2 separate regions of the Zea mays genome follow, and region 1 is linked to region 2. Evidence: chromatin contacts called from public Hi-C data. All regions are on one chromosome and are shown on one strand. The core of a region is the stretch at or near the end of the contact, and the rest is flanking DNA. Distances in the headings are between cores, read along the strand shown.

Region 1 (5,313 bases), core at 2,801-5,300, 430 kb after region 2:
GGCTAAAGGCCTTCGTTCATGTCGCAGTCTGAATTTGTTAAATACAAAAACAAATTAATACTGTGAGGGGCTACTGTTGGGGGCCTTCCTCTTCCGAAGGTCCTCAAAAACTTAACTAACATGTTTTTCAGTATAACAGACTGTTACAGGAGGCTTCGGCTTTGAGATGAAGGTGTGTGTGATATGAAAGTGCGATCTAAAGGAAGGGTGGACGAGCGCCGAAGCTGTGGCCGAAGGACCTTCGACTTAACATGATGACGATGGTGAAAGATGGAACCGACCTAAAGGAGAAAACACTACTTAGTCCTTGATAGCTTGCTTTATGGTTAACAGTAAATGTCAGGGACATGAATATAATTTTGCCCGGGCTGCCTCCCGCGGCTATAAATAGATGAACAGTGACACCGTACTATTCACGCTGCATTGTAATCGTTCCCGCGTCTCTCATTTTCACCTTCTGTCGAGCCGAAGGTATCAATGAAATATAAATATTATGAGCACTTATCTATGTTTAAAAAATAATATGAGAATGTAAATAATCTATTTCTATATGGTTATTATTTACATTCTTATATGTTTTGTGTTCCTTCGTTTATATTCATTTACAAAGATGATGAGGAAGGTACTCCTTCATAACCTTCGTCCAAAGATCATTATATCCGAAGGGAGACAATGTTTCTAAGGATGAAGGTCTTTATCCATTAACAATTGTGTTGCTTTGTTCTTGGTGTATAGCATTCGAGAACAAAGACCAACAGCGATAAATGTTGGATCATGCATTTTGATGGGTCGCTAACAAAGGTGTGGCCGACGGTGGTCTCATCTTCACATCATCGTTAGGGGAGCAGTTGTGATATGTTGTGCGACTCCATTTTGAAGCCTCTAACATTGTGGTCGAGTACAAAGCCCTCATGAATGGCCTACGCATTGCCATAGAGCTAGGTGTCCGGTGTTTCGACATTCAAGGGGACTCCTAGCTTGTCATAGGACAAGTGATGAAGGACTCAAGGTGTCGCAAACCTAAGATGGCGGCATATTGTCGCGAGTTACAATAGCTCAAGGATTGGTTCGATGGCCTTGAGCTAAATCACATTCCCTGATGAGAAAACAAAGCAGTGGATGCCCTCTTAAAATGGCATAATGATGAGCGACCGTCCTGTCGGGGTCTTTGCTACCGCCCTTTTTGGGCCAATTGTCTGTTACGATGAGGCCTGCCAAGAGGGTGGGTAACCCTTAAGCACTGGCCCTCCGATCCCAGAGCCGATCGCTGTCGTGGAAGGCACAGACCGCTCGACTAGTTCTGAAGACGATTGGAGAACATCGTATCGCAACTTCCTAACCAATGGCCTACTTTCTCAAGACGAAACAGAGGCACAAAGACTTCATCAGCGGGCCAAGTCCTTTGTCCTGATTAGGGAATATCTCTACAAAAAGGGGCATATCGGAATAAGCCAACTATGAATCCCAATCGAACAGGGAAGTCAACTCCTGGAAGACATCCACAACGGGACCCGCGGACACCATGCTGCCCTGAGGAGCATCATGGGGAACGCTTTCTGGCAGGGCTTCTACTAGCCTACCACGGTATCGATCGCACACGATGTGGTGAGAACCTACAAAGGATGCCAGTACTATGTGCTACTGACGCATCTACCCACGCAGGCGCTCCAAACCATCCCCATCACCTGGTCATTCACCGTCTGGGGACACGATCTGGTCGAACCTCTTAGAAAGGCATCCGGGGGCTACACGCATGTCCTAGTCATGATTGATAAGTTCACTAAGTGGATCAAGGCATGGCCTATCATGAGGATCACCTCTGAGCAAGCCATAAAGTTCATCACCAAGACTATCCACTGCTTCGGGGTACCAACCTCGATCAAAATGGACAATGGTACACAGTTCACCAGGAACAAGTTCCTAGAGTTCTGCGATGAACAATACCACATCCACATAGATTGGGCCATTGTGGCCCACCTTCATGCAAATAGAGAGGTCAAGCGAGCTAACGAGATGATCATGCATGGCCTCAAGTCTCGAATTTTCAACCATCTCAAGAAACATGGCCAGCGGTGGCTACATGTGCTAACCACAGTCCTCTAGAGCTTAAGAACGACCCCGAACCGATCAATCGGATACACACCGTACTTTTATGGCCTAAGGAGTTGTCACACCCGGATTTAGGAGGCCAAACCCGGGTGCGAATCAAATGTGTGCTAGGATCAAGTCTCACACATATGATGACTCATGCTACAGAAACGAATGTCACATCTTTAATATATAAATGAGTTCTGTACAAAATAGTTAAGAAATTACATCATACGAAGACAACGATCCAGCAACCAAAGTTGATTGGGAGACGACGGCCTAGACCACTCACGAACTCATCACAGCATACTTCATGCACCTCATCTTGTGGTACCTATTCTTGACCTAGGGGGATGTGAGTACAACAAGGGTGAGCTCACATAGGTTCATCGCTAAACAAGTTGTGGAGCATAATGTGCATGAACTCACCAAAGGTGGGAGCTCATGTGAAGTGTAAGGCTTACCAAAGGAGATGGCTAAAGCTGAGCATTGGTTGTAAAGTTGATCAAAATTTTATTAGCAGTTACTAGGTATAAGTAGATACCAACACAATTAAATAAGAGATCACAATTGATAATAACACCCACAATGCAATGCAAATGACAAATTAAGTTTAATTCCATAAATTAATCATGTGAGTGTCCGAGCCGCTCATAACCGTGAGCACGACTGATATACCAGTTTTACACTATGCAGAGGTTGTGCATCTTTACCCACAAGTCATGTTACCCATTTGCCACAGGGTTGTGCGGACCCCATACACCTCTACCGAGGAAGCGAGGCAGGGTAGCACTACGAGGCCTTTCCAAAGTTCCAGTAGTTCGAGAATACCCACTACGCTTTAGGAAGAAGGAAGCATAGGAATCCCTCGTCCGAACTGCCATCGCAACAGTTCGACCCAAGAACCTCCCTATACCCTACAGCGACGCTTCCCCGCTTGCCCCTTTTGGGTAAGGTAATCTCTCTCTACCTTTTCTAATTACTTGGCCAAGAGCGTCCCATTCCACCCTTGTGGTAGAACTGTTTTCCTGGGTGGTTCTCCATGCTCCAATTAACATGATGATCTTATCATGAACAATAATTAAAACAACATCATAACTAGAACATGATCATAATATAACATTAATTTTCCAAAATCAGGTAGAGCAATAGCAAATCTACCCAATAGATCATATGTTTGCAAGGTGGGGGATAAAACAATGCTAGGGAAACCTATTAGGTCCCATCAAATTAATCTGAGCATGTCATAGTGATTAATAGGAACATTATTAGGTAAAGAAGAGTGATCAAGGGCACAACTTGCCTTAGACTCGAGATTCCCAGATACTTCTCCCAATTAATCTTCAAGCGACTCGTAACCTCACTCCTACTCGTAGAAATACAAACAAATAGACAAGAATTACTTAAAAATAACAGTACACCAAACATGAGAACAAACAGTGTAAGAATATTCTACGTGCTGCTACGAGGTCGTAGGTTCAAGAACCACTAAACTCAGAGTTACGGTTATGAAGTTATGATTTTCTGAAGTTTTAAGTGTTAGATATAAAATAATTTAAGTGCATAATTTTAACCATAGGTTTCATGATAAAATAAGGTTGCTAGATGAAGAATAATATTAATATGAGTTTACTGGAATGGATAAAAAGAAGTTAAAATGAATTAATTATGAATTAAACAAGATTCTAGAATTATTTCTATACTTGAAATCATTTTCTAAATTGATTTATTCAATTTATTTACTCACTGGGCCGTGGGCATAAATTCTCGAGACCCCAGGGGCTAGATTGTGAATTCCAGAGACCTATTCTAAATCCCCCACACTATCACTAGGATGGCAGGTTAAATACGAAAAAGAGCAGGGGCTTTTATGCAAATTGCCACTACGAAGGGGTATGCTTGAATGGTGGCCGCTGGATCAATCACAACGGTCAAGATTAGATCCCCGCCAATACGATGTATAGGCAGTTGGATCATGATCCTATGCTCATGATTAAAAGGAGGCGACATGGATTAATGGCCAACGGATCCGAGATCAACGCTGATGGTCAAATGTGGCGACGAGTGCAAGCCATGCTTTAATCTCTACTGCACATCACACCACCAACGACCCCATCTCCTCCCTTTATCTCGACGGGTTGACGGCGACATCGTGATGGCCGACGAGCGCAGAGGAGTTGGCACCGCCAGTGCGCATAGAAGGTGAGAACGAGACCGGCGACCACGGGTGACAGCGAGCTGCCCCACGGTGGGGAAGAACGTAGGGCACGACCGGTGCTAGAGCAGGGCAGTCGCTGCGTTAAGCAAGGATAGGGCACCGGCGCGGTGAATCTCAGACTTCTGGGTCGGAGACGGCGATGCCCAGGACTTAGGCACGGCATCCAGTGGGGGAAGGACGAGGTGAGGCAAAGCGGCTGCTGCAAGACGCACGGTGGGCACGGAGGCAAGCGTCCAAGTGCGACGTGGGAAGGAATCCAGGGCACCATGAGGGAGGTCAGATGAGCTTGACGACAGATCTCACCAGCTCCCCACGGTGATTCGGGCGGCCCATATAGGGAGCAGGGAAGTCCGAGCGGGGGATAAGCGGAAGGTCGCGAGTTCGTTAAGATTTCCAGGGTGTTTGTTATGGGGAGGTCGGCGACCCCCGACTATGTCGCAACAACTGATCCCGGTTTGGACGAAAGGTAGGGGATGATCCTGATGGTGAGGGCCCACAGGTAAGTGACCTGGAGCGAGGGGATAAACCTAACCTACGGGGTCCACATGCCAGTGGCAACCAGGTGGGCGGGTGACGACTCTGAGTGGGCCGGTGCGGGAGTGGAAGAGAAGAGTAATTGGGTTGGCTAGGGAATTAGGCCCAAACGCTGTTTTCCTTTCCCTCTTATCTTTTCTTTTCTGGTTTCCATTTTCTTTTCTCTATTTCATTTTATTTTCAAGTTTCAATTTCAGAATTCTAATTTTAATTTTTGCACCCAATATGCAACACTCCAAAATATCCGGCATGGAAATGCAAGTCACTTTTATTTGTTATTTATTACTTTATCCCTTTATGTATATAATTCTAGATATACACGTTATATATATATATATATATATATATATATATATATATATATATATATAATATGTAGTTCACATAAAATGAATTAGCCACTTTATCCCTCTAAGAAAAGAAAAAATAGTTTAACTATACAAAGTTTTATATTTACCCTTTTTTATTCACAT
Region 2 (5,140 bases), core at 308-2,807:
TCCAAAAACCCGCTACAGTTTCTAGGAAGAGCAATGTAGGAATCCCTCGTCTGACCGCCATCGCAGCAAAATCAACCTGAGAACCTCCCTACACGCCTACTCCCCTACCGACCTTGCCCCTTTCGGGTAAGGTAGTCTTCCACTAGCTTTCCCAATTAGTCAGCCAAGGGCGTCTCATTCCACCCTTGTAGTGGCACGTGTTTCTCAAGTTAAGCTCCATGTTCCAATTAAAAATAATGATATTGACATGAACATAAACAAAATAAAATTATAATTGGAACATGAAGATAATGTAATATTAAACCCAAAACCTGATAAAGCAATAGTAAAACTATCCAAATAGTTTAGGGGTAAACAAGGTATAAAGATACCCAAACTAGGGTGACCTATTGGGTCCCATCAAAATTAAACTTATGCATGAATAAATGATTATACAGAACATTATTGGGTAATAAAAGTGGTCAAGGGCACAACTTGCCTAGGACTTGAGATTCTAGGTACAAGGATGATCTTCAGATTGTCGTGACCTCACTGCTAGTCGTAGCAATACAAACAAACATGGTATAGGCAATATTAACATAACACCAAACAAAAGAACAAACTGCATAATAATAATGATCTAGAATCAGTGAGATCGGAGTCATGGTTAAGGAGTTATGATTTATGGAAGATCTATCTGGTTTGAATATTAAATTATATTACAAATTTTTTATTATATAGTATATGAGAAAATATATTCAGAATAACTAATCCAACTTTAATCTAGATTATAATTTGATTAGGGATTACCTTTTACCCAGATTATATAGAGAGAGAGATTAACCTGGATTAGTAGAGTTAATCTAGTAGACAAAGGATAAATGAATATCTAACTATAAAAGTATGCGACATGGTATAATTTATGTTGTTACTACATAGTAAATATTTTATACGAAGCTAACGCAACTGGAACGGGTCAATTCGGAGTTAAAATGAGGAAGTTATGAATTTCCGAAGGCTTTATGTATTTGATACAAGATTAATTAAGAGATTAATTTTAATACAATTTTCATGTTAAAATAAAGATACTATGTGATGAACAATATTATTACAAAATTACAAGAACTAGAATAGGCTAAAAAGGAATTATAGTGAATTAGTTATGCATTTTCTAAGGTTTTAGAATTATTTTTATATCAAAAATTCGATTACAGTGTAATTTCATTAATTGTCACCCTGACTGGACCGCGGACACAAATATTACTAAGATCAGGGTTCGGATCATAACTTTCAGGGTTCATCTGCAATTATCTTATTATTACATTGGACCGCGGGTTCGTTTCATGTTTTCCAGGGGGTTCTTTAACAAGTTTCAACTCATGAAACGGTATCCGCGCGCATTGGTCATTGGATAGCAAACAGGCGGTCAGGATTAGCCAGCACCGGCGCCCACCGTCTGACCCTCGGATTCGAAATCAATGTCCTAGATTCAAAAGACCCGAATGGATTCCTATGCTTCGGATCTAAATCGAACGGTGCATGTCATACACCCGAAGGGATACGTTGGCTTCTAATCACGACCGCCCATTGCTAGATCGACGGTCGATGTTCATCCCCCATCTCCGACTGTCCATCCGGTGGCGCCGCTCTGCTCCCCCGCCGGAAACCCGCCGGAGTTCTCCCATCTGGCGAACCAAAGCTCCATACCCCGAGCTATTAGGTGCAACACGATGCCCTCGCTACCCCGAATCAACAAGATGGGCACAAACACTCGATATTTATCCTAGAACGGCTGACCACGACGCGCTACAACTCTATGGTGGCGCCGCCGCAACGACGACCAATTTCCCACAACCAAGTACGAAACCCGCTACCCTTGTCGGTCCTACCTATTGTGTGAATGCAGGCGATGAGCTGGATGGGGCGCTTACCTATGGTGATGAGCCGTGAAGTCGAACTACGGGAAGAGTGGAGCCACGACAATTACTCCGGCAAGCGATTTGGGCGCACACCAGATGGCCTGAGCCACGGAGATGTCGCGCAATCACGCCCTGCCTTTCCCCGATGGTTCCCCGAATTCGGTGAGGTGGGGCAAGTCGAAACTGGCCCACAACGGTGATTCCCCTCGATTCAGTCTCTCTCCCACTCCCCGATCTTCGATAGTTCTGTGTAGGCGGCGGCGAGCAGTAAGCACGAGGGGTTCGTGGGAGGGGGTCCGCTTTTAACACCTGAATGCGCGGAGTTGGTGGGGCGTCCCAGCTAGCGCAGAAGAAGGGCGACGTCCGCCGCGCGACTCGCTCTGTCAGTTACCGCCGCGACGGCCGGGATGACGAGTGGGTCCCAGCCTGCAGTGATGTGAGCGCGCAATGCGGAGACTGACGTGCGGGGCCCAATCGTCACCGCATCAGGGCGCGCGCGAGGCTAGCGCGAGGGCCTGACCTGTCAGCGAGAACAAGCGCGACAACGAAGGAGAAGTTGGGTCGCGCGGTGGGGCTTAGTGGGCCGAGGCCAGATTCGGCCCAAGCACAGGCACATGTTTTTCTTTTATTTTTTTTCTATTTCTAATTTCCTCATTTCAAATTCAAGTTTAAATTCATGGTTCAAATTCCAATCTGAATCACAAGTAAAGTACTGGCATGAAGAATTAAAATTATTTATATAAATTTTTCTTTGTAATGCATTTTCCATTTTTTTGTTCATTCTCTTTCTTATTTCTCCTTCCCATTTATTTTTCTATTTCCATTTTCAAATTCTAATTTCCTAATTTAAACTTGTCTCACAATTTGAATACAAATACAAAAATGTAAGAACTTCATCACGAGGTGCATATTTCTGTATTTATTTATTTTGTTATTTAGCCAGTTTAATTCCATTTAATTGAGCATTCGAAAACAAAAGCAACCAAATAATATCCAAAGATTCCATAATTCCAGAGCCCCTACTTATAAGTTTATTTATTTTTATTATTTTCCCTTCTACCAATTTTGGGCTTTACAAGCAGGGAGCAGGGAGCAGGGCATGGCGGTCTCGGCGGGCAGGGGACGGGCACGACGAGGGGCGCGGACGACAAGGCTCCGGCGCGGCGGCGGCTAGCTTCGGCGAGGTCCGAGCATGGCGAGTGCGAGCGAGGGAGAGAGAGCGCGAGGAGGGAGGGAGAGAGCACAAGCAGGGGAGAGAGGGGCTCAGCGTCGGTTTTTATAGGGAGGAAGAGGGAGAGGGAGAGGCGTCGAGGGGAGGAACGACCGGCGACTTCAATCACCATTGATGGCGCCGATTAATGGGAGAGTTAGTGGGGGAGGAAGAGGAGAAGAAAACGGGCGACCGGCGGCGTCCATAACTCAGAGAAACGGTCCGCGGGGAGGCGAGGGGATCGGACCGGCTCGGCCAGGGGCGCGACACCAGGCGCGTCGGCGACGCGAGTCGCACACTAGGCGGCGGCGGCACACTGAGAGGAGGAAGAAGCCACGGGGCCAGGGTCGGGCCCACACGTAAGAGAGAGAGGGGAGGGGTGGAGCGCGGCTGGCCAGTTGGGCCCTGGTGGGCCGAATTCGGCTAGGGTTTGGCTGTTTTGTTTTTTTCTTTTATCCCCATTTTCCAAAAAAATATAAATCAATATATTTTGAAATATTTCTAAAAATTTTATAATAATTATACCAAAATTATTTATAACTAAAATACTTATTTTCAACCCAAGTTTCTATATTAATTAATTAGGCTTTCGATGTAAAAGAAATTCCACAAATACAATTATCAATCCAATATGAGCAAATAAAAATTATTCTAAAGGTAAATAAAATCAAACACTTGAAAGAAAAATTCTTTAATATTATTAACACTAATATTCTAAATATATTATTTTAGTTGATGGTTTTTTTGAGGTGTTACAGTAACCTAGAAGTTGCAGCTCTAAGATCAATTACCGGTCTACTTCAAATTAGGGTAGGTGGTAAGATGATCAAACACCAAAAAGCAAATGGAAGTTAGTGTGGGAAGAATAGGGCGATGAAAATTCTGAGCATAGGCCGACGAATGACCACGATGGTCCACTAAGGAGACACTGACCTGAGACAAAGGGACCAAGTGGTGAACCAAACCAATAGTGTGAGAAACTGGAGCGATCGATGGATGATCCCACCAAGAATTTCTAGCTGGAGGACCAATAGGGATTGAGTTTAGTGGAGTAAGAATGTTGTTCTTGACAACATCAACAAAAGAGCAAGTAGAAATTTTCTGAGGAACCAAACTCCATGGCGAGGCCTCCTCATGATGAAAAGCAGAGAACTCGTGTTGCCATAAAGGGCCACCCAAGCTCCAAAGGTGAAAGAAAACCTTAAACTCCTTACAATCAAACCAACGAGGCCAATAGATAGAGAACCCCACCGACCAAGAAGTGACAATGAAGTGAAAATCCTATCAGAGATCTAAACCACCTTGAAATTCAGAGTTGAGCCACCAATGGCCGATTGGAGCAAGAAGTTGGTCAAAGAGGACTCATGTCAAAACTTGCAATGACCAAATGAAGCCACCAATAGTAAAGGAGGGCACGTGAGTGAGGAGCAAGCTGAGACCTAGGAATTGAGTTTAAAAAGGATCCGACGTTCAAAGCTGCATCCAGGCCATAGGTCCAAGATAGAGAGAGCATGGAGGAACCACAATCTAGCTCCTCTACTTAGTTGGTTATTGTGAAAATTTGAAGTTAACCATATCTTTCATCAGTTCAAGCCAAGACTGAGTCATCTTGTGATTATAATCAAGTGGCTTGAAGAAGAAAAAATAGGATGATGGAGCTTCAAGTATGGATAATGTTCAAGTGGTAACATAATTCACCACATATGGTAATGCCAATTGATCATCTAGATGGAGTTGGTGAAAATTCTAGTTTGGTTTTCGATAATTGATAGATAACCTGAGTGACAAGTAGTGGACTAATGCTTTAGATGGATATAATTGAGATAGATCCACATTAAGAAGTTAAGCAAGACTAGGATATGGTGGTCAAGACCTTGCTGCAAGTGCTCAACATTGGAGCTAAAGGTGTTGCAAGTAGTTTTTGCAATGAAGAAATGGATATGGAAACAAGCCCAAAGGCTAATGTATATATGCAATAGGGTTTTGTTTTGTTGGGAGAAATGCATGGTCGAGTTTAGGAAAAATAATTATA

Evidence for each region. A called contact is a pair of places that touch in the nucleus more often than the background predicts.
Region 1: a Hi-C map of bundle sheath shows a contact between it and region 2, with 3 times the contacts expected there. The contact joins two enhancer-like sites. A contact is called at or near these places in 2 of 25 Hi-C or Micro-C datasets (bundle sheath and endosperm).

The regions. Positions count from the first base shown.
Region 1 is chr5:136,562,536-136,567,848 of Zm-B73-REFERENCE-NAM-5.0, forward strand. No RefSeq gene overlaps it. Among protein-coding and RNA genes, the nearest start is that of LOC103626916, 12 kb to the right of the region's middle. Within about 2 kb of position 4,051, at least 18 of the 20 cell types and tissues checked have an H3K27ac peak or open chromatin away from gene starts, as enhancers often do. A contact at or near this core is called in bundle sheath, where this site is marked.
Region 2 is chr5:136,131,799-136,136,938 of Zm-B73-REFERENCE-NAM-5.0, forward strand. No RefSeq gene overlaps it. Among protein-coding and RNA genes, the nearest start is that of LOC100216872, 62 kb to the left of the region's middle. Within about 2 kb of position 1,558, at least 17 of the 20 cell types and tissues checked have an H3K27ac peak or open chromatin away from gene starts, as enhancers often do. A contact at or near this core is called in bundle sheath, where this site is marked.